Regions from separate parts of the Mus musculus genome. Here all the other regions are linked to region 1. Evidence: chromatin contacts called from public HiCAR-type and promoter capture Hi-C data. All regions are on one chromosome and are shown on one strand. Each heading gives the region's core, a stretch centred on a gene start, on an enhancer-like site or on the middle of the called end of the contact. The rest is flanking DNA. Distances are from core to core; before and after follow the strand shown.

Evidence for each region. Promoter capture Hi-C pulls out the DNA fragments that hold promoters and counts their contacts. HiCAR-type assays count read pairs that join an accessible place to other places. Capture Hi-C pulls out chosen DNA fragments and counts their contacts.
Region 2: a contact with region 1 is called in a HiCAR-type map of astrocytes, with 5 times the contacts expected there. The contact joins the promoter of 1700031P21Rik here to the promoter of Snx6 in region 1. A contact is called at or near these places in 1 of 39 promoter capture datasets (cranial neural crest), 1 of 115 datasets of contacts at active chromatin or transcription factors (astrocytes) and 1 of 9 other capture datasets (liver).
Region 3: a promoter capture Hi-C map of adipose tissue shows a contact between it and region 1, with 4 times the contacts expected there. The contact joins the promoter of Heatr5a here to the promoter of Snx6 in region 1. A contact is called at or near these places in 2 of 39 promoter capture datasets (cranial neural crest and liver), 1 of 115 datasets of contacts at active chromatin or transcription factors (embryonic forebrain) and 1 of 9 other capture datasets (adipose tissue).
Region 4: a contact with region 1 is called in a promoter capture Hi-C map of pre-B cells, with 6 times the contacts expected there. The contact joins the promoter of Hectd1 here to the promoter of Snx6 in region 1. A contact is called at or near these places in 5 of 39 promoter capture datasets (the C10 cell line, hippocampal neurons, liver and 1 more) and 1 of 115 datasets of contacts at active chromatin or transcription factors (stem cell-derived neural progenitor cells).
Region 5: a contact with region 1 is called in a promoter capture Hi-C map of pre-B cells, with 3 times the contacts expected there. The contact joins the promoter of Dtd2 here to the promoter of Snx6 in region 1. A contact is called at or near these places in 5 of 39 promoter capture datasets (the 3T3-L1 cell line, embryonic stem cells, hippocampal neurons and 2 more), 1 of 115 datasets of contacts at active chromatin or transcription factors (astrocytes) and 1 of 9 other capture datasets (adipose tissue).

Annotation. Positions count from the first base shown.
Region 1 is chr12:54,792,322-54,797,001 of GRCm38.p6, reverse strand. Snx6 (sorting nexin 6) reads left to right here and starts at 1,340. Exons shown (of 14, transcript NM_026998.3): 1 at 1,340-1,354; 2 at 1,501-1,548. The coding sequence starts at 1,349.
Region 2 is chr12:52,599,480-52,604,302 of GRCm38.p6, reverse strand. It overlaps 1700031P21Rik (RIKEN cDNA 1700031P21 gene), which reads left to right and starts at 1,981. Exons shown (of 3, transcript NR_045910.1): 1 at 1,981-2,123; 2 at 2,248-2,313; 3 at 4,225-4,319. It overlaps Gm35239 (a long non-coding RNA gene), which reads right to left and starts at 1,350. Exons shown (of 7, transcript XR_001780617.2): 1 at 1-1,350. It overlaps LOC115488100 (a small nuclear RNA gene), which reads right to left and starts at 515; the gene lies at 409-515.
Region 3 is chr12:51,969,997-51,974,708 of GRCm38.p6, reverse strand. Heatr5a (HEAT repeat containing 5A) reads left to right here and starts at 3,388. Exons shown (of 36, transcript NM_177171.4): 1 at 3,388-3,506.
Region 4 is chr12:51,827,667-51,832,167 of GRCm38.p6, reverse strand. Hectd1 (HECT domain E3 ubiquitin protein ligase 1) reads left to right here and starts at 2,632. Exons shown (of 43, transcript NM_144788.2): 1 at 2,632-2,965. It overlaps Gm5785, which reads right to left and starts at 3,983. Exons shown (of 4, transcript XM_011244243.2): 1 at 3,900-3,983; 2 at 2,939-3,313; 3 at 1,613-2,878; 4 at 1-1,180. The coding sequence starts at 3,983. The coding sequence ends at 2,027.
Region 5 is chr12:52,003,419-52,007,969 of GRCm38.p6, reverse strand. It overlaps Dtd2 (D-tyrosyl-tRNA deacylase 2), which reads left to right and starts at 1,463. Exons shown (of 3, transcript NM_029545.3): 1 at 1,463-1,595; 2 at 3,022-3,091. The coding sequence starts at 1,485.

The sequences.
Region 1 (4,680 bases), core at 91-2,590:
GGTCATTTCAGACTTTTTGTTGATGATAAAGGGCAATGGAATCTCTCTGTAACTGCTTCTTGGCTGAAATTAGGGTGTCATTGTCAGAGCCAGGAAGGCTGAGATGCTAGTAAGGCCAGGGGTGGAGAGAAGATTCACACCAGCAGATCGTTATTTACATGTATATGTGTAGGAAGGGAGGTGGAGAAAATGAGTCAATTGCAGACACGGTGGTATTTGTTTGGATGTGAGGCATGAGGAGATGAAGGATCTGAAGAGGACAAGTCGAAACCAGGCTTGGACCTTGAGAGTGATGATGTCATTAAGTGGAGACACAATAGTCCGGGCGGTGGTGGCACACGCCTTTAATCCCAGCACTTGGGAGGCAGAGGCAGAGGCAGGCAGATTTCTGAGTCAGAAGCCAGCCTGGTCTACAGAGTGAGTTCCAGGACAGCCAGGCCTATACAGAGAAACCCTGTCTCTAAATAAATAAATAAATAAATAAATAAATAAAAGTGGAGACACAGCTTTGCTTGAGTGATCCTTTGTAGAAGTGAAGTGTGGTAAGTTAGAAATGATTATTTTTATAAAATTTATTTATTTATTGGTTTTGTGTGTGTGAAAGGACAATCTGCAGTACCATTCTACCTTGTGGGTCAGTCCTGGGGCTTGAACTCAGGCCTCTAGGCTTAGCAGCAAGTACTTTTCCTCACTGCTAAACCAACATGCTGGCCCAAGGGATTATTTTCTTGAAGCATCTGTGGATGCTCCTTTCCTGCTACTCAGCTGGACAGTTAGATCAGGTCTGGCGATTGTTTCTTAGTATACAGGCAAGGAATACTCTTGTAATGAGAACGGCTCTGTTTTTATAGTGCTCGGTCATTAGCACCCCAAACTGAGGTAGTTATTACTTCCCCAGCAGTAAAAGCTTGATTATAGCCCCTGTCTGCTTATTGTGTGAAGGCTTTTGGCTCCTGAAACTTCCACAGGCAATATGGTATTAATGGTGATTAATCATCATGTAACTCAATACAAAGACAAGAATATTTACTGTGACTTCCTGGGAGTACTGGTACAGTTTTTTAGGGGCCCTCGGGGGCAAGAGACGTGGACCGTTCTCCGGGTGGCCCTGGGGCCTTCCCAAGCCTGAGCTCGCCAGCAGTGAGCAGCGACTATCGCTCTGGGCCAACCCTCCCTCTTACCTGGAGCAAAGGACCCTGCGTCCTTTCCCCTTCAGGGACTGCTCCCCCTCCTAGAGCGGGCGGGGGGCGGGGCTGGCGCTCGGCTCCGCCCTCCGCCCCACCCGCGCGGCCGACTAGGTTCGTGGCCTTGCTTGTGCGACTGCGCGAGCCCTGGACTCGAAGCAGCCATGATGGTGGGTGTTCACGGCGGCGCCGAACTCGGGGCGCGCGGTGGGGGCGGCGGGCGCGGGGACGGCGCGGGCTGGGCGCTAATGTCTCTCTTTGTGTCTCCCCCTTTCCCTGCCTCCCCTTCGGTGTGCTGGGCCCGCCGACCCCACAGGAAGGCCTGGATGACGGCCCCGACTTCCTCTCGGAGGAAGACCGCGGAGTAAGTTGTGTCTTCTGTGGTCTCGACCCTCGGTCCCTCCCCCGCCGTGGCCCGAGAAGGGGTCCAGGCTGCGCTGCCGCCCTGGGTCGCCCTCCCGACCTCCGCGACGCGCGCCCCGCCCTTCTGCAGCCCTTCGTCCCTGGGGTCGGGCGCTTCTCGGTTCCGCTGGTCCCGTGGCCGCTTTCTCGCCCTAGGTGGGCGATCCAACCCTGTGCTGAGCTTGCTTTTCCCAGGCCCCGCTGCAGGTGGGGTGGCCGGGTTGGAACGCCCCCATCCTTGACTCTCTGGGCCACGAAACCCATTTTCAGACCTTCCCGGTGGTACCGTCAAAATCTTTCTGTGGCTTTCTGGAACCTCGTTTCTCCTTTCTCTGCTGAATGGTATGGATTTGGTCTAAATTTACTCTTTTGTAATGATTTTTTTGCAATCAGCAAATCTCAGTTTTGCCCTAAAAGATTTTTAAAGAACGGGTCGCTTTCAGTATCTTTACTTTTTCTAGTATATTCCTCAATCCCCATCCTTTTCAGGATTCTCTCGATATTGTCTCCCATCTCTAGCTCATGTTAAGGTATGACTTACAAAATAATAATTTATATAAAGATGTACAGCGTGATATTTTGATGCGTGTAGAGGTTGTGAAATAATTACCATTGTCAAGTTAATGAACACAGACCTCACTCGGGACCTTACTCAGGTACCTTCATTTTCTTTTTTGAGGAGAGCACTTGGTCTGCTCTCAGCAGAGTTTCAAGTATCCATTATTATTAGTCACTCCACTGTACATTAAGTATCCAGAACTTAAAACTGAAAGTTTGTATCCTTTGACCACTCTCCCCCCTCCCCGCTTCCTGCCCCTTGTTCAAAGGTCTCATTTCTCGCTCCCACTGCATCCCCCCAGCAGCACTCCATTTGTCTTAGTGAAAGATAGCATTGCATGTAGAGCCTTGTACAGGTGCACTGTTACTAATGTATGACTGCCACTAAGCAAAGTTTCATTGTCACCATTTTATCACTCAGCAGCTCACACTTGTCCAGAAACTTGGTTTGAAACAAGTTTCCTTGTACAAAGCAATTTTTTTCCTGCCTCCCAAGTGTGGATGTGGTGCATGCCTCCTAGCCTAGTTTTCCTTTTGTTTTCTATTTTGCGGCTACTTATCCATCCTAGAAAATGTGAGAGATGCAGGTGTTAGTGGATTCAGGATAGATGGTAACCGTGCAGGATATTGTTGTTGGTAAGAGATTCTTTGTCTGTGTGGTGGGTAGGTGCAACTGTGTACAAACAAGTTCTGTAGAGGTCAGACAGTGTCAGACCCCAGAGGCTGGTGTCACAGGTGGTTTTGAGAGCAATCTGTGTGGATGCTGGGAGCTGAATTCAGGTCTGTAAGAGCAGTGTGCCCTAACTCCTGAAGTCATCTCAGCAGCCCCTGAAGCAGTTTTAAAGAGTTAGTGTCACAGAGGGGCACATACTACTGCTGATCTGTTTCCTTCCTCCAGATAGTCCCGTCTGTTCTGCTTTTCTGTCATATGTGTTCCATTGCAGAGAACAACTTCGCAGACCCAGCTCTCTCCTACTTGTATGTGGGTTCTGGGATTGAACTCCGGTTGTTAGCAAGCACTTCACTTACCTAGCCATCTTGCAGGCCAAGGTTGGGGTTTAATAAAGCTATTTAATTCAGGCTTAAGCATGAGGGTTAGGAAAGAGCCACTCTCTTGGAAAGAAAGACAGGCACACCCAAGAGCATGGGATGTAAGTTTCTCTAAGGTGTCTTTAAAAGTCCTGTGGTGTGGATAGAGACTCCTCACCGGGGACCTGAGAGTAGCAGCCAGATGCTTTTTTGTTTTTTTCCAAGACAGGGTTTCTCTGTGTAGCCCTGGCTGTCCTGGAACTCACTCTGTAGACCAGGCTGGCCTCGAACTCAGAAATACACCTGCCTCTGCCTCCTAAATGCTGGGATTAAAGGCGTGTGCCACCATTCCCAGCTTCCAGATACTTTTGTAAATGATAAATGAACTCCCTCAGTTTACATAGCAGCTTCATTTGATTTCTGGTTTCTAAAATTTAACCTCTAGTTAACTATAAAACAATGCTTATGTGTATTAATTACAAAGAGAGAGAGAGAGAGAGATTTGGATAAGACAGAATTAGAATTTACTAATTGTATTTTGGGGTTTGTTTTGTTTGATGTTTTGAGACAGGGTCTTGCTTTGTAGCTATGACTGGCCAGGAATTCATAAAGACTTGCTTGCCCCTCCTCCTCAGTACTAAGCTTAAAGGCATGAGCCACTGCCCAGCATATTTTGGACTTTAAGGGAAAAGAAGTGGGGTTGAAAATGAGAGGTGAGTGTAAGACCTTGGCCTCGATCCTTGATTCTGGAAATAAAATAGGAGAAACTAGCAGTTAATTGATGAAACGAGATTAGTTTTAGTTTCAGTTAAACTGATTGTTCTAAAAGCATGTAGTCTTCCTTGTTTTAGATAAAAAACTGTCTTTTGCCGGGCGCACGCCTTTAATCCCAGCACTCGGGAGGCAGAGGCAGGTGGATTTCTGAGTTCGAGGCTAGCCTGGTCTACAAAGTGAGTTCCAGGACAGCCAGGGCTATACAGAGAAACCCTGTCTCGAAAAACCAAAAAAAAAAAAAAAAAAAAAACCTGTGTTTTGTAGTCTACCATAAAAAGCAAATAGGAATTGTTTGAGTGTTAATTTTTGTTTGGTTGGTTGATTTTGGTTTTTCAAAACAGGGTTTCTCTCTGTGGCCCCAGCTATCCTAGAACTCGCTCTGTAGACTAGGTTGGACTCAAACTCAAGAGATCCACCTGCCTCTGCCTCCTAATCTATGCTGGATTAAAGACATGCACCACCACAGCCAGGCTAAAGTGTTAATTTTTAAAGATTTATTTAGTTTATGTATGTGAGTACACTGTAGCTGCTCAGACACACCAGACGAGGGCATTGGATCCTGTTACAGATGGTTGTGAGCCACCATGTGGTTGCTGGGAATTGAACTCAGGACCTTTGGAAGAACAGTTGGTGCTCTCAATCACTGAGCCATCTCTCCAGCCCCAATATTTTTTTTACATTAATTATATGAAAGGTGGAATGTTTTCTAATGCATAACCTGTGTTGGTGGCTT
Region 2 (4,823 bases), core at 732-3,231, 2.2 Mb after region 1:
CTTTTTAGTTTATGAATTTCTTTATTAATCTTTTTTTTTTTTAATTTACATTGATGAATTGATGAGCCCTAATAGGGAAACAGCAGGAGCGTCGCTAGTTCATTCTCTTCCGGCTTGTAGACCCGAGTGTGTGTAACAGCTAAAAAACAGCCTGCCATTAGGATCTGTCTCACTAGGCGCCCCTCTGCATGTAGCCTGGAAGAAACACTGGCCAATGATGCATTCCCCAAATTTAATAACAGCAGATTTTAGTTGATGAAAACAAGCACTAGGGGCCAGATACAGTAGTAAAAAGCTAGGATAGGATTTAAGAATGACGCGCTGGGTTGACTTGGAGACGCTGTGAGGGAGAAGTCAAAAGTTATTGTTTGGAATTTGGTCCAATGACCTGTTCATAGTAAGCAGAGCCAAAATATGGAACGCTTCACGAATTTGCGTGTCATCCTTGCGCAGGGGCCATGCTAATCTTCTCTGTATCGTTCCAATTTTAGTATATGTGCTGCCGAAGCGAGCACGATCGTAGTGTCTAGCCGTGGACTATATAAGGACGAAGAATTCCTGACTTTTTAAGTTAGGGTGACTTTGACCCGCGTTTTTCTCCTAGCCTCCCAGTAAACCCGGGAACAAAGAAAAAGTTTTTTCAGTGAAACTGTGTAGCTATGCTCATGAACCCCTGCTGCTTAGTGGGGATCACGCTGGCGGCGTGGGTCCGTGTGGTTTACCTTGGGGTTATGCAAATTAGCTCCTGGTGCATGTTGGGTAAGAGCCTTCCTCTAGAGGCCTGGGGAGGGGAGTGAGTTCTCTAAGCAGTCCGCTATCCGGCACGCTGGGAGGCTCGCTGTTCTCCTACGTCTGTGTGGGAGCTTGAGAAATGTGTGGCAGCTAAGTGACCAGGGCCCTGACTCGATCACCTACTCCCCCCACACACTAAAACAGGACACTTGTTACCTATGTTCCACTAGTCCAATGCCTGTTGAAGTATGCCCAACCCGCCAGGTGACCCCTCCCCAGCATAGCCTACTCGGTCCCAGAACTATGGGCACCATACTCTAGGAACGCAGCAAAAGCTTGGGGAGGTCCTCTAGAGCCTGGGGTACAGTCTGTTCCCAGCAGGCGCTGCCCGGCCTGGACCCGCGAGTTTGACTGGGCGGCCACGCCCGTCCACTCTCTGCGGGTGGCCGGTCGCAGGTAACGCCTGCCTGTGCACATTTTGCGCAGGCGCCGATTAGGTCCAGGACCGAGGCTCGGGGACCAGGGGCCGCACCCCTTCACAGGTGTCTGGCAGGCGCTAGACGTTGCCTGGTAACCAAACATCCGGAACACAGATGCAAGGGCGGAAGCCCACCTACTTGGCCTGAGAGGGAAATTTAAGGATTTACACTGCTCACTTTGGAGTAGAATAATAGCAGAGTCACTCTTGTACTTCCGTTCCTTTTCCTGTATATTAAATGACATGTTAGCCCTGTTATGATACAAATGTGTAAAACATACCTACTTGGAGGAAATATTTGTTGTAATTTTAAATAACAGCGAAGTCTTAGCTGTTCAAGTCATAGCTTTGTGGGCTGTAAAATGAGGGACAAAGGTCAGAAACTGCTAGTTTGGTGTGGTTTCAGTATTTCTCAGAATGAAGTCTGGGCAAAGGTTTTCCTGTGTGCTTATAATTATCACCATTAGTCGGCTGTGGTGTGGCACCTGCCTGTAATCCCAGTACTTGGGTGGGAAACAGAGAAGAACTAGAAGTTCAAGGGCAGATTTCCCTACATAGTGAATACAAGCCCAGCCTAGGCTAGTCAGCTAAAATTCCTTCTCTTGAGCAGACAGACAAGGCCTATCCTTGTTCCAGCAGCAAACAGAAGAGTCCTCCAAAGGACACTCTGCGGAGGGAATGGTGAGTTGAGCTTCCTTCTATGACGTAAAGGAGGAGTTGCTCACAGAGCCAGGGTGTTCATCCCCCCAAGTTACGCCTAGAAAGCCTTTACCCAGTCGGGATGAAGACTTCTCCACCCAGCCACCCCACTCCCTTAGTCTTCCTAGGTTACAGACTCTACCCCTCCCCTCAGCGAGGCCACTTCTAGTTATGGATAAAATTGCGTACTACAGTAGGTAGGGTGGATACTCAGGTAAGGGTCGCCTGACCTCCCTGCCCCTTTATGAGCAGGTGTGGGTCAACAAGCCCAGCTGAGATGATCTTTTGCCAGTAGACATTACAGAATGTGGTAAGATAGATTTTGTTTGTTTCAGAAGATAGTCCTGTACAACACCTATACAAACTGTCTCAATTCATTAACAAACGAACTACCGAAGGACAAGGCAAGTTACTACTTAATTTAACTAGAGTTTCTTTTTTTTTTTTTTCCCTTCTCCTCGTCCTCCCATCTTTCCTCCAACTTGGCATGAGAAAATAATTTTAAAACTTGTTTAATTGGCACCGGTTTTCTGATATGCAGAAAAAGAAGGGTTATGAAGTCACGCAGAGCCGGGCGGTGGTGGCGCACACCTTTAATACCAGCATTCGGGAGGCAGAGGCAGGCGAATTTCTGAGTTCGAGGCCAGACTGGTCTACAGAGTGGGTTCCAAGACAACCAGGGCTATTCAAAGAAACCCTGTCTCAAAAAAAAAAAAAAAGAAAGTTGGTTGTTTTCTAACAACTTTTGAAAAGTAATAAAACACTGTTCTTCCCCCAGGAAAAACAGGAGTGAAAATGACAGGTCTATTGAATTAAAATTTCCAATTAGATGCTTTTTAAAAATGCTTTGGTGTAACTTTCTATTAGCCTGCCTTTTATGATAATTTTGTATTTATTTACTTTCCATCTAGATTGCAACTTCCCCTTTCTCCTCTCCTCTGAGACCCTCCCTCCCTCCCTCTCCTCACAGTCCCTCCCTCTCACCTCACCTCTCCCCCTCCCCCTCCCTTTGTTTCCATAAACTAACATTCAGATGTCTGAATGAATGCTTAATCAAGCCAACTTCAGGTTTAGGTCAGTAAACAAGCATTAATTTAATGATTTTTATCTCAACATCCCCATGAGGTTAAATGGGTTTTAGTACTTCTTTTAATATTTTTATTGCATTGTTTATTTATTTCCTTTGCATGTGTGTTGTGGTCAGAGGACAATTTGCCAGGAGTTAGATTTCTCCTTCCACCAAGTAGGTTCTAGGGATAAAACCCTCATTCATTGGGCTGGATAGCAAGCGCCTTTACCAATCTCACTGATTTTCAGTACTTCTGAGGACTCCAAAGTATGTGGGTAAGATTTAGTTTTCTTTTCTTTCAAGTGAAAAATTAACTTGAGATAGAGATTATAGAAGAAAACATAGGAAAGTATTTTTTGCAACCTTAGGGTGAACAAAGAGTTCTAAGATAGAATACAGAAAGTAGAATCTCTGAAAAACTTGTCAAACTGGTCTTTATCATAAACAGAGTCAAACTGTTCAACAGAGAGTCAAACTGTAATACAAGACAAATCTCAAGAGAATAATCAGAACCCATCATCAGAAATGTATCAAGAATAAATTAAGATGGGGCTGGAAAAAAGGCTCAGCAGTTAAGAGCACTGGTTGCTTTTCCAGAGGACCCAGGCTCATTCATAGCAAACACCTGATGGCTCACAGATGGTTATCTGAAACCCCGGTTCCAGGCAGTTGACCTCCTCTTCTAATTTCTGAAGGCACCAGGCACATTGTGGAACACAGGCAGACATACATACAGGCAAAACACTCATACCCATAAGAGAAAATAAATCTAAATGGGCAAAAGGTTTAGACAAATATTTAGCAAAAGTATAACAAATGAAAAGCACAATGAAACAAAAAGGGAAAATAGAAAAAGATATATAAATGCCTCCCCTGAAAATGGAAACAAATTCAACAGGCTAATCCTCAGAAAATTGCTCATGTCTGCTAAATACCATCTCACAGTACTAAAATGACAAAACTCAAGAATAAACAAAATCAGGCGACTCTGCAGAGCATCTAGCACTCTTAGGTGATGGGTAGACACTGTCAGGGAGGGAGAGAGGAGAGCTGATACATTTTTGAAGAACTCTTTAGCTTTTCCTGTGCAAAGATTCATGCTAATTATCACCTTGGCATAGTCAGGAGTCACTGGAAGGTGGACATCTGACGTTCCTGTGTGGGATTAGCTTGATATTAGTTGTGATATATATTGATGTGAACTGACCGCTTGCAAGCCAACACTCACCCTCTCCCCTCATTGTAGATGTCATGTGACCAGCTACTTCAAGTTTCTGTTGCCCAGACTTCTTTCCATGATCAACTGTACCTTGAACTATAAGTGTACATAAATGACTCTTGAAATTACTTTTGCCAGAGTATTTTATCACAGCAATAAAAAAAGTGGGAAGTCTTACAGAGGGAAACATATTGGGACCCACCAGTTTCTAATTTCTATTTATACAGGAGAAATTAAGACTTAAATCCATAGATTTGTATAATGTGGGGAAAGATGGATTGTGACATACGGATACAATGGAATGCTATTCAGCCATAAGAAGAAGCCTGTTGCTGATGTGCACAGAATGAATGTGTTTCACAGGTGTGGTACACAAAAGAAGACAACTGGGAGAGGTTTGTGTCATGAGTCTATTCATGAAAGTCTATGCACATGTGCCAGTGAGATGACTCAGCAAGTAAAGGTGCTTACTTGCCACTGAGCCTGACAACCTGAGCTCTCTCTGAGACCTACAAGGTGGGAGGAGAGAATCAATTTCTGACTTTCACACAAGGCACAGGTATTCCCCAAATCCTACATACATAAATCCTACCTATCCTACATAAATAAATGCAATTAAGAAGTGT
Region 3 (4,712 bases), core at 2,139-4,638, 2.8 Mb after region 1:
CAGCGAGGAGGAAGCTCTCTTTCCAAACTGGGTGGAGATTGAGCATAGAGACTTCAAAGCCCACCCTTACAGTGACATACCTCCTGCCACACCCCCTCCAGCAAGGTCACACATCTTCCAAAAAGGCCACACCTCCTCCAATAAGGCCACACCTCCTCCAACAAGGCCATGCCTCCTAATGTGCCACTCCCCATGGGCCAAGCATTCCAGCACAGGAGTTTATAGGGGCCAAACCTATTCAAATCACCACAGTGTTCTTAACTACTGAACTGTTTCTCCAGCCCCATAAAGCTTTTTAATTTTTTTTCAATTTTCTTTTTTAAGATTTAATATGAGTACACTATAGCTGTCTTCAGGCACACCAGAAGAGGGCATCAGATCCCATTACAGATGGTTGTGCGCCACCATGTGGTTACTGGAAATTGAACTCAGGACCTCTGGAAGAGCAGTCAGTATTCTTAACCACTGATCTGTCTCTCCAGCCCCCCACCCCCAATAACGCTTTTACAAAGTGGTCCTTAGTGTAGAACAAAATCAGAAACTTTATGTGTGTGTACTCAATTTCTTTATCTAATTAGAGACTGAAGGTTTCAAAAGAACTTTAGTGCCCTTAGGATCAAATAGGAATGTAACTGTGGTCATTTCCTGTGTAAAATACTGTTAAATGTATTGTGGCAATATCTACCTTTGCTGTGTATGCATATGTAGAGGTACTTTTGAGTTTAACTGCCTCCTTTGAGATTAAACAGCTCAGACTTATCCACTCACCATCATGGGTCAACATCCATGTTGATGTGTTTAAACACCTCTTTGAATATTTATAATGGTGCTTTGCCTATTGAGAGAATCCTACCCAAGGCTTTACATTCTTTTTTTTTTTTTTTTAAATTTGATGTGTATGTTTTGTCACAGTTTTTTTTTTTTTTAAGGTTTATTTATTTATTACATGTAAGTACACTGTAGCTGTCTTCAGACCCTCCAGAAGAGGGAGTCAGATCTCATTACGGATGGTTGTGAGCCACCATGTGGTTGCTGGGATTTGAACTTCGGACCTTCGGAAGAGCAGTCGGGTGCTCTTACCCACTGAGCCATCTCACCAGCCCCCAAGGCTTTACATTCTTATTGAGAATCTATACAGTTAGAGAAAGACCTCTAACTGTATGCATGTGCGTGCACACCAACAGGCGCCATGGGTATGGATATATAAATATTTTCTAGCTGCATTCCTTAGCCAGCGTGGGCAGTAATGCTACAGCAAACAAACCTAGTGCTGCAAAATATACTTAATCCATTAAAAGGAGCCAAGGCTTCCCAAGTAACAGCTGCCTTCACCCTGGGGCAAGGTGAGCCTGAGAAATCTTAATTATGCCACACCGTAAAGGTGCGTCAAGAATTGGGAGATACGTCTAAAGGACACAGAATCTGGATGGTGGGTAGAGAGTACACGTAGTCTTTACAATGTGTTATATCTTTTTAAATGTTTAGTATTAGAATGTTGGGAAATAACTCGAAACACAAAGACACAGAAGCCAAGAATGAATGAATGAATCTCCGACTGAGGAAACTTAGAATTTGATCATCAAAAGAGATGAAAGGGATGGAGACATAGCTCTATGCTGCTCAGGCAGAGGACCTTGGTTCAATTCCCAGCACCCACATCAGGCAGCCCACAACGACATCTGATGGCAGTTCTTAAAGCTCCAACACAGTCTTTAGACTTCCAAGGATACGGCATGCCTACGGTGCAAGTAAAGACAGGCATACCTACGTGCATATAACAAAACAAAACTGTAAGGAACTGAGATAAGCCCTGAGAGAATGTGTATTGTCGACTAAGGCATGGCTATGTCAAGGACCCAAGGCCTCAGACCCATGGGAGTGGCAAAGCCCTCTTCTGGGTCAAGGGTTTACTAATGATTGACCAAAGTGTGCAAAAACCCAGCAACTGCAGCTCACTACAGATACCTCTTATCAAGACTACTAGCCTCATGTTCTGAGGTTCCAGTGGGTTATTTCATAGTTGATGCCACTCCATTAAAATGTGCAGGGCCCACCTTAACCCAACTTTTCTGTGCCTGTGTTTGCCCTTTCTTCTTGCCCCAGTCAGGTTTCTAGGACCAAGCTGTACAGGATGCAACACAAAGAAAAGAAAAGGACACTCATTGCTCTTGCAGAGGACCCCAGTTCAGTTCCTAGCACCCACATCAGGGACCTCACAACTGCCTATAACTCTGATGCCCTCTTCTGGCCTCCATGGGCACTGCATGCATGTGGCACACATATGTGTAGGCCCACACACAAAAAGTTGTAAAAAGTAAATAGATAAATAATGGAAGAACACTATAATCAACTTAATGAAGTGGAACAATTCTATATCCAGTAATATAAATTATGAATTTCTAAACAAGGTTATTCACAGGTACCCTGAAACAAAATAGCTTCAGAAAATACATATTAATTACAAAGATGGAAAAAGGAGCTTTTTGAAGAGCAAACACCGACACATATGAACATGGAATCACTTGTGAGAGTCCTCAAAGATATCTAGTTTAAATCTAATCATGAATAAATATCAGACAGAATCAGAATGAAAGCCTTTCTATAAAAACAGTGAGCCAATAGTCTTCAAAGTTGTCAAGGTTGTAAATGTCAAAGACTAAGGAAGTATTCCAGATTGAAGATATGCATTGCAACTAGAAAGAACACTTATTTCGGAACTGAAGGCCTTTCCTTACAAGGAACATGATTGAGACAACCAAGAAACCGAGTGTATTGCATAAAGAATATCGCTATTGCAGTTATTATGACTATGTGTAAACTGCTTAGGAACACTGTGACATAATATTAGCAACTTAAATCTCAAAACCGTTCGGGGAATAATGTTTTTGAACTACGATTGCAACCTTCTTGTAAGCTTGTTTCAAAACAAGGGAAAAAAGTTACACTCAAAATCCTGATTATAGTGGAAAAACACATCTGACTCAGAGCCACGGACTCCGCGTGGAATCTTCACATAGTCCTTTTACAGTTAGGTTCCTGTTAAAAGTTCTTTAGAGTCCCTTCCTCGGGTAAGATTCCATCATATCCTCCTTCAGCTCCGGCCCTGCCTGAATATTTCCAGGCTCCTGAAGTGTCTGCCTTTTAAGCCGCAAGTGTAGATTCTGACTGGCGACAAAAATAGACAAAAATAGTTGTGGCCGGAATCTCCGGACTGGAGGACAGCACGCTGTCCTAGAAGTGACTTCTGCCTCAGGAGCTCCCATCGCTCTCTCGGCGGTGGAGTAGTCACGCCTGCCACAGTGTGCGCTCCCTGGCTCGGCGGGCGGCTGGCCAGCCTGGGCGCGGGAGGGGCCGGGCCCTCCCAATGGCCGCTCCCGCCGCGCTGTCAGCCCCGCCCGCCCTCCCAGCTCCGCATTCGCCCGCGGGGAGCCGGGTGCCGCTGTGCTGTCGCGGAGCCGGGAACGTGGCACAGCCGGGACGGGTGTGAGCTCAGGGCGTCTCTGCAGGCAAGCCGGGAGATCCGGAGAGGAAGCTGGGGGCGGCGTGCTTAGGGACTGGGCGGGAGCGGCTGGAGCCGGGTGGCGCGGGTCCCGGGTGGGCGCGGTGCGGAGGCTGAGGACCCGGCCCGGTGGGACGGAGCCGAGGGGGACGGGGTCCCGGCTGCAGGCACAGACGGGACACGGGGGCTGACTGCGGCGTGGCGGGTTTCCTCCTCAGCCCAACAGGTAGGCGGGGTCGGCAGCTGCGGGGCTGGGACGCGGGAGGGGAAAGTCGGGGACCCGGTCGCCTGCCCCGCGGCTGGGGACCCGCCCTGCACCTCCAGGTCGGCCCCCAGCAGCAGAGAGTGGACGTTGCCAGAAGTTTCCAGGTCTTCTTAAGAAGGAAAGCCTTCGCCAGGGGCGTTTGCGGAGTCGGTGGAAACGTTTGTTTTTTATTTTCCTTTATTTGCTTATTTCACGCCAGCAAGAAAGAGATCATCTCAAATGATTGCAAATCGTTTGCAAATCGTTAGAAACTTCGTAAAGCACCTAATGGAACTTAGTAACCGTAACGTGTACCTCTGACAAGTTAAGGGAATTTGAACTCTCAGGTCAGACAAATTAGATGGTTTGTAGTCTTTTGGGTTGTGCGTGGTTTATAAGAATGCTAGTCACCCTAAAGGAACTAAAGAGCTTAGAGATAAGGAGAAGTTTAAGGAAGTAAAAAAAAAAAAAAGCCCTATAACAGTTCAGGACTTTGAAAAACAATGCTGGGAGATTAACTTAAGTTAACCCTAATGCAAGGTTGCCTGGTTTTATTTCGCAAACATCTTAGAGACAATGTCTGAGGATGAGGTTTGATTATTTATTTGAGACGGTCTCAAACCTGCCTCTGCCTTCAGAGTGTTGGAATTTAAGGGGTGCACTAATACACAGAGGCAAAGAATGAGATTTTAGATAAGCATCCAAAAACGAATAAAGCCAGGCTTAACGTTGCACATCTGTAGTTCTAGTATTTAGGATGTTGAGGCAGAAAAGGGGAGCGTTCCCAGCCAACCTAGGCTTAGGTAGAGAGAGCCACATCAGCTAACTCACTTTCAAAAAAAAAAAAAAAAAAAACGAACACCAGAGAGCAAGGAGGCAGTTTTACTAAGATAGGGGCGGGAGAATATTGGAGAGCGGATTGGTTGTGCTGTGGAATGCACTTACTTTACATAGATAGCTGTAGGTCAA
Region 4 (4,501 bases), core at 1,383-3,882, 3.0 Mb after region 1:
CTGGCCTGTAAGATTCCAGGTGATTCTTCTGTTTCCTAGCTCTCCGCGGGAGGCGCCGGGACCGCAGGCACCTGTCACTGCCTGTGGGCTTTCATGTGGGTCCTAGGTTCTTGGCTTTGCCCATGCCTGCTTTTACAAAACCAGAGCCTTTTTTTATCTTACACAGGGGCACTATTACTTTCCACGGGTACCAAGAGCGCTCCGGCTGAATCACACCCTTCCAGCGTTTGGTGTTATTGGGCTTTGGTTTTTCGCCCTTCTAATGATGTTTAGAAGTCTCGAGTGTTCCCTTCCTTCCCTCTGCCCTCTTTTCCCTTCTTCAGACACGGTCATTCTATGTATTCTAGGCTGGAACCCAGTTCATTATGTAGCTGAGGAAGTTCATTATGTAGCTGAGGAAGCTCTTGAACTGCTTCTTCTGCCTGTGATGGAAATTAAAAGTCTGTCCGTCTGTCCCACCAATCCCAGTTTTAGGGCCTGGTTCTATCCAGTCCTGGACAGAGAACCCAGGCTTTGTGTGTAGTAGGTAAGTACCCTACCAACTGAGCTGTTATCTATAGCTCTAGAGTATTATTTTAAAATTTCTTTTCCTCAAAGATTTATTTAAATTACTTTTACATTATGTGCACATGTGCATGCCTGTGTGTGGGTGAATGCATGTAAACGCAGGTGCTTGTAGAGGCCAGAGGCATCAGATGTGAGCTGCCTGATATGGGTACTGGGAACCAAACGCACAGACCACCAGTGAGTATCTTCAATTTCTCAAGGCCAGATAATGTTAAGCATCTTTCATATGCTTTCTCGCCAGCCACTGGGATGTCTTCTTGGTTAAATGTCTCCAGTCTTTTACAATTTCTAATTAAGGTTTTTTTCTTTTCTTTTTTCTTTTCTGAGACAGGGTTTCTCTGTGTAGCTCTGGCTGTCCTGGAACTCACTCTGTAGTCCAGGATGGCCTCAACTCAGAAGTCCACCTGCCTCTGCCTCCCAAGTGCTGGGATTAAAGGTGTGCGCCACCACTGCCTGGCAAGGTTTTTTCTTATTCTTGGGTTTGAAGAGTTTTTCATTTGTTCTGGCCACAGTCCTGTGGTAGCTACATTGTTAGAAAGTATTTTTCCTGTTGGGGAACTTTGGAAATTTCTGCATGAGCCGTTCATAGTCTGTGAAGGTAGATTCCAGGCATCTGTATATGAAGAAACACATTGTGTTACATCTAAACAACTTACTATTATTTAGCAGTAAGAATTAAATGGGCTCCCAAGCCAGGTGTTAGCATACTTGTTAGCATACTCAGGAAGGAAGCCCTCTTGTTAGCATACTCAGGAAGCTGAGGCAGGAGGATATTGACTTTAGGCCAGCCAGGGTTACATAAGCATACCCACTTCAAAACAACAAGAAAAACAAAAAGTAAAAAACAAAACCAAATAAAAAAATCCAGTACAACAAAACAAAACAAAACACAACACAACACCAAATAAATGAGCTACCAAGCTATAAAAACTCACAGAGGATCCTTAAAGAGTGTTAGTGAATAATTCCAACTAGAAACGATATTTTGGAAAGGGCAAAACCATAAACAAAGAGATCAGTGGGAACTCTCTGTCCTTAGCCCTACCTGGCCAGGAACACATGATACAGAACAGGGTAGCCATAACTTATTCTCTGTACTTTCTGTTCAATTTGCTGTGGATCTAAAACTCTTCTAATGAAAACTTTTCCGGGTGTCTCTAATGTGCCGCCAGGGTTGAAAACTACTAGCCTCGGTCTTTGCATACAGTTCTTTCCTAAAATTAGGTATCTACTGCTATTTTGTTGTTGTTGTTCAAAGGATGAGTTCAGTATGGAGTCTTTTTCTTCCTCTTTTTCTCTCCCTTGGCTGCTCCTTCTTCATCACCACCGTCGCCGCCCTGTAGCCCAGACAAGTCTCGACCTCATTTTGTAGCCAAGGATGACCTTGAACTCCAGCCTCCAGTTCTCTAGTGTCACGGTTACGTGAGGACTCCACTAGCAGCGGCTAGTATTTGATTTTTCAACGCCCATGAAATAAAAGTTTGACGGGAATAACTACGGAAGTACAAGTGACCACGAGCCGAAGGCAACTGTGTGGGAAGTCCTCGATGCTGGCTGCTTCCCGGGACTCCACGGTGGGCAGGCAGGAGGCACGAGTTCCCGCAGCCGTCCTGGTCCCATCTGCGCCGAGGCGATAACGCCCGGCTGCGCAGCGCTCGCCGAGTTCCCAGGCTCGCTGGGAAGCGTTCTGGTAAACCGCTGGCTTTAAAAGTCCGGAGGAGGGGGTGACCCGGGCACGCCGAGCGCCTGCGAGACGGTGGCCTCCGTTCCGCAGGACTCCGGAGCGGCTCGCGCCGGGCGAGACGGGCGGAGCGTGCGCGGAGCAGCTGCTGGCGGCGCGCGCGGATTGACAGCGCGGCGACTCGGGCGCCGGGAGGCCGGGCTGAGGAGAGCCGTAGCCGACCGCCGAAGGAGCCCGGCGCCCCCCGTCGTCGCCCCGTGCCGCGGGGTCCGGCCTCCGCAGCGCCCCAGGTGGCCGCGGGCAGGGCGGCCGGGAGGCGTTCGCTCCGCCTCCGCCGGCGCGGCCTTCACCAGCCTCCCCGCCCGGCGCTCGGCCGACCCTTCTCCTGCCCCCGCCCGGCTGGCGATGGACGCGGCGTCTCCCCGCTGCCGCCGACGGCCCCGCGCGGACCTGGCTCTGAACCGCAGGGTCTGAGGAGCCGCGTGCTGGGGTCGGGACCCGCGCTGGCTGCCGCCGCTCGGGGGAGCCTCTCGCTTCCTTGTCACCGGGTCCCCGCGGAGGAAGGGGAGGGACGAGACACGGCTTTTCCTGTGCCGCCTGCCTGGCTCGACCTGCGCGGCCTGCGGTTTCCTAGGAACTCGAGGGCCGCGGCCGGGCCAGGCTCTGCCCGCGGCCTGCTTGGAGCTGGACCGGAGCTGTTTGGTACGGCGAGCCAGGGTAAGAGCCTGCGGTCAGGGTAGGCGGGGGCGCTAGGCGCTGTCGGCAGGCTGGGCCTGCGCGAGGATCCGGGCCGCCGAGTCCAGCGGCGGGCGCGGAGCTGGACCCCAGCGCGGTGAGGTCGGTCTTCCGCCGTCGCCTCTGCGTATCGGGCCCTTTGTTCCCCTCTCCGGGCCTTACGGGGCTTGGCTTGTTGGCTTCGGAGCTCCGGCTACGCGCTCCTTGTCCTTGGTAAGGCTCAGCCGCCCGGCGGGGACCGGGGACGTCCCGCTGGGCCTCCGAGTTCCGGGAGACCCGCACCCCAGCCGCTCGGCGGCTTCCTCTTGAGCTCGCAGGTTTGCTGCTTCTCTAGAACTTCGCCCTCCGCCCGGAGGCAGGTAGCTAACTTAGCCAGGTTGGCTGTCAGCGTCGCGGCTCCGGCCTTGATCAGGCCGAGGACGATGGGGCAGCCCCGCCGGGCGCGGCCGATGGGTGCCCACCGCGACCCGCCTCTAGGTTCCCACACCGGCAGGTGGATTGCGTGGGACGCAACGCTGTCCTTTGGTCGGGCATCTAGAAGCTTTTGTAATGACTTGCCTGCCTAGACTACTTCTCAAAAAATTTTTTACATAAAAACTAACTGCCCCATCCTATGGGAGAAAGAATGTCTGCCTGTCTGTCCGTCTGCCTGGGGGGGGGTGGTAACCTGTTAGTTGTATTTACTTTAGCATCAAGCCCCCCCCCCAAAAAAAAAAAAGTTTTAAGAACATTTGCCTAGATTACCAGAAGTTCTTATCAGTATTTACTTCCGCATAGGTAGATTTCATATCTAATTACTGTTTGTATTTGGGCATATTTTAGGAGTAAGTTTGAGAATTCAAAACTCGTGAGAAGGGAAATTCAATCCGAAGAAGAATTGGATTGGAAAGTGGTCTTTAAAACTACTGGATCTGACCCGTATCTGAAGCTCCGATTTTTGGTGGAGTTTGGGGGGAGGTTGCAGGAAGAAGTTGACTGGTAAAAGAACTTTTTTGTACATGTTTTTTGCCTTTTGGCACAGACATTGGTGATAACAGTACTGGGATCCAAAACTTGTTTCATAGTGTTTGACCAAGACAGCTCTGGTTTCTAGTTAACTAGCAACCTAATCAGCATATATTCATTCCAGTGTTAAACTGTTTTGCCTTGAGGGTTTTTGCATTAAGCCCAGGAAGTAGACTGCTGCATATGTAGCATACTTTTTGAAGTAATACTTTGCAGTTTGGAAAGTTTTTTTTTGTTGTTTTGTTTTTGTTTTTTCAAGACAGAGTTTCTCTGTATAGCCCTGGCTGTACTGGAAATCAGCTTTGTAGACCAGGCTGGCCTTGAACTCAGAAATCTGCCTGCCTCTGCCTCCCTAGCGCTGGGATTAAAGGAGTGTGCCACCATGCCCGGCTGGAAAGTTTTTTTTTTTAAAGCATATATATTTGCTTATTTTGTGTGTGTGCAAGTATGTGTGCGTGTGCATATCACAGTGCAATATGGAAATTGGAGAATAGCTCTGTATGTATATACATA
Region 5 (4,551 bases), core at 214-2,713, 2.8 Mb after region 1:
CTAACTTTTAATTCAGTGTTTCTAAGCTTTGCTAAAGCTGCAACCCAGTTCCTCAGGTTGTCATAACCCCCAACCATAAAATGACCTTTTTTTGGGGGGGGGAGGGGGTTGAGACAGGGTTTCTCTGTATATCCCTGGCTGTCCTGGAACTCACTCTGTAGACCAGACTGGTCTCGAACTCAGAAATCCGCCTGCCTCTGCCTCTGGAGTGCTGGGATCAAAGGTGTGTGCCACCACTGCCCAGCTATAAAATGATTTTCATTGCTACTTTATCACTGTAATTTTGCTACTGTTATAAATAAAATGTAAATCTCTGTGTTTCCCAATAGTCTTTGTAAGACACCGAAGCTGGGCCGCCACTCAAGTCCCGGGATGAGCTGGCCAGCACCCCAGTGACCCGAGAGAAAACCACACCTGATGCAAACTGCAAGAGGTTTTATTATCAGTTAGCTGAGGACAAAGTCCCTCTGCCATGCAGGGCAGGGGAGTTTGACCCTGAGCAGTGACAGTAGGGGGCTTTTAACAGCTAGCTGAGGAATTGGGAGGAGTTGGGAGGAGAGTTGGGAGGAGTTGAGAAGAGTTGGGAGGAGTTGAGAAGAGTTGGGAGGAGTTGGAAGGAGTTGGGAGGAGAGTTCTTCTCTTCCAGGTGTCCTTGGTGAAATTTACAAGGCAGGAGTGAGGAGTGAGTTCTTTCTGAATTTTTATCTCCCGTGTCCTCGGCACAGGAAGGCAGGCATCTCTGGTTGTAAAGTATAGAAACAAAAAGGCTTTTTGCTGGCTATAGTGAACAAAGAGCTTCTTTCTGGCTGTATTTTTAGAGATCAGGGAAAACAAGCTTGGGGAACGTCCCAGGGGCTTTACCTTCCAGGGAGAAATGCTCTAAATCGGGGTCCCACATCTTAGGTGCTCCCTTCTATAGTTGCATCTGTCCCCCACCCACAGGTTAAGTTCCCTCTCTGCCTGCTTTGAGATCAATTGATCTCATTCTAGTTATGTCTTTATAATAAATATAGAATGGATTTAACTCTGACTTACATTCTTTCCAATACCTGGAAACCTAAGCTTTCTGAAATGAAAAATATTTCTTCAAAAGCTATGAAGCAGGTAGCAGAGCAGGATGGGGTGGGGTGGGGCTGTGGGCGGGCACACATGTAATTCCTGCAATTGGGAGAAGGAGTTCAGTTCAAGGTCAGCCTCAGCTATGTGGTTATTGCGACCAACCCCGACTCTATGAGACCCTACCTCCAAAAACAAAACTAAAAACGAGGCATTCGAGGATGAGATTAGGTTAAAGAAGGAGGGAGAGAAGGAGAGACAGAGATCTCTAAACAAAAACCCTCCAAGAGACTGAAGCTTCAAAGCTCCAAAGCTGGTCAATTCCACATCCGGGACTCCGGAGAGCCAGGCGGAGGCCCCGCCCACTTAGGTGGGGCCACGAGCAGTGGGAGGCGCCTACCCGAGCATGCGCAGTGCGGACCCGCGCCATGGCGGACGGTGGTCGTGTGGCCCAGGCTCGTGCGCTCCTGCAGCAGTGCCTGCACGCTCGCCTGCAAGTGCGCCCGGCCGATGGAGACGCCGCGGCGCAGTGGGTGGAGGTAACGCCCGGCCCTATCCGCGGAACCGTGCCGGTCTTCCTGTCATCTTTCGTGAGATGAAGAGCTTGTCCCTTTCCGTCTGCCCACTTTAGTGGGCTGCCTAGCTGTCTCTTTGGACTTGGCGTCTGGTGGTGGCCTGTGCCCCACTGGTTCGCTCTGCAGCTCTCAGCCTGCGGATGATCTTTCTGCCTTAGTATATTAAGTGTTGAGGTAACAGCGTGAGCCATCTCGCTTCTCAGAATTTTCAGGGAATCTCACCGCCAGTAGATCCTTAGATTCCATTATCCCGCAATGCGGGGCTGCTCACCACCACCTGTAACTCCAGCTCGGTCGGATCTGATGGCCTCCTCTAGGCGGGACAGACACCTGCCGTTGTACACAGACACACAAGTGCACATAGTTAAACAAAAATCTTTTCCCAGGTAATTCAAGTATGAGTGCAGAGCTAGCTATATTTACACAGAAAACCATTAGAACCAGAAAGATATAGCTGAACGTAATGTCGCTAACAGTTAAATTGAGTCTCAAACATGTATAAAGCTTTGGAAGTTAAAGCATGAAATATAACTGTGTGTCTGCCTTCCCATTTATTTTTATGTAGCATTTGATAAACACCTGGGTTGTATTTACTGTGAGCTCAGCGCTGTTTTAAGCAGTTTGCAGTTATTAATTCATTTAATCTTTGTGGTGGCTTCTGAATCAAGTGAGCCAAGGAAATTAACATACAATCGATTCCCTCAGTGGTAGCAACGAAGTCATTTATCACTTGTTTATTTTCTTGTAGACTGTCTTACAGGAACTAGTAAACAAATATTCAAGTCATTATGTAAAATGAGAAGGTGTATATTCCTGATAACAACCAACCTTTTCCTACAGAACTTATCATAAATGTAATTTTCAAAGCCCAATCATTGGGTTTTCTTCAGGCATTGACCACGGTAACAGAAAAAGCAACTGAACAGTTCCTGGAATTTGTAAAAATAAGACAAGACCCCATGTAGAAATACCACTCTGTTTAAATGACTTAGGGGAAAATACAAAGTAACATCAGAGGACACTACTAACACTGTTGCTTATTCAACAGCCCCATGTGGGAAAAGGAGGATCATTTGATGTTGAATAAATCAGCCTGTAACTTTCTGTGGGCCTGGCAGAATTTGGGGGAGGCTGTCTGAAAACTGCTGGCTCAGTAGAAATAAATGCAGGCATGGTTTGTAATCTTCACCCCTTTTGACTGTAAATAAGCATGGTGCTTAAGACTTGGCAAGGATTATTTTGTTTCTCATAATTTATTTAGAATTCAAGACTCTCCTTATTTCCTTAGCTTTTAACCCAAGTGCTTGTAGACACTGTGGAGCGCTTCCCACTGAGCTGTGTCTCTGTAGACTCCTTCCTAACCTGAGATTCCTGTGGTCATTTCTCACAGATTCGGAGAGGATTGGTGATCTATGTGTGTTTCTTCAAGGGAGCTGACACAGACCTTCTCCCCAAAATGGGTATGTGTTTTCTCCCCTCTCCCAGCGAGCGGGGCATGAGAGTGGGATGCTGAAACTCATTATGATGTGGAACAAGTAAAGGAGCAAAGAAAGAACTGCTCATGAGCAACGGAACCAAAATATCCAAAACCACACTGCGTTGGTCTCGGTGGGATTTTGTTTTGTTTTTAAGGGCTTGGGGTTGACCTTGTACATGTTAAGCAAGTGCTCTACACTGACCTACAACCTCAGCCAAGAAGCATAATTTATTGTTACTTTTTCCTCTTTGTTTTGCTGTAGCGCTATAGTGCTATGCATTGAAGCCAGGGCCTAGAGCATGATGGGAAAGTGCTCCACCACTGCACTGTATCCTAAGCTCTTTTTAGCAACTAAACTCCAAACAAAAACATGTTGAATGAAAATAGATGCTGTAATCATCTTTGTAAACTAATAAGTTTTTTAATTTAAACAAAAAAATCTTAAAATCTTGACCACAAGTGACCTTCAATTCCTTCTGTGTCCCAAAAAGGTATTGGGTGTGCAGTCTTTATGCTACAGCCTCTGGATTACCTTGGATTGCAGGCCCAGCTCAAGGAACATGGGGTGGGTGGTTTGTTCTTTCTTTTCTTTTACCACATACATGCTTGATGCCCTCAAAGGCCAGCAATGGACATAAGATCCCCTGGAACGGGAGTTACAGAGTTGTGAGCTGCCCTGTGGCCACTGGGAATTGAACCTAGGTCCCCTGGAGGAGCAGCAGCAGCTTCAGTGCTGAGCCGACTGTGCAGCCCCAAGAAGCATGAGCCCAAACTGTGCCACTGTGTTACTAACGCTGCTTACTGTGAATTTTAAAGAAAGTGCATATAACGGGACTCTTGTAAAACATCGCAGTATTGCAAATGGCTTATAGACTGCTTTAGAGGATAGACACATAAGCCCTTATGTACAGCACAGTTCTGCCCAGAGTACAGAAGGTTGTGAGAGTACAGTGGCCATGGAGATCCACTTTCTTTATCACGCTCACCGTGTGTGTGTGTGTGTGTGTGTGTGTGTGTGTGTGTGTGTGTGTGCATTTTACAAAATGGTAGATTTTATAGGCGTTTATCATACACTTGACTTTCTTTACTTCCTATTACCCTCTCTTGTTCCTCTCACTTCACCATGGTCCCTTCCCTCTCCTCATCAGATAAGAGCACCCCTAATGAGCCATGGAGGACAATGTATTACTGCATCTGTGTCCAATCACATCTGGACCATTCGTGCTTATATCACTGATAGAGGAGAACTTATAGCAACCATTTGCATAGGGTTTTGTATAAAAATATATAGTTCTCCTAATTCCTGAACTAAAATTAGTGTTAATACCCAAAATTAGGTAAAATAAACCCATAAAGCCATACATTCTCTGAGGACAGAGGAAACAGTAAATGCGCAAGGATCACAGAAGAATAACTAACCTGTTATAGCTTTCCAGGATTGTA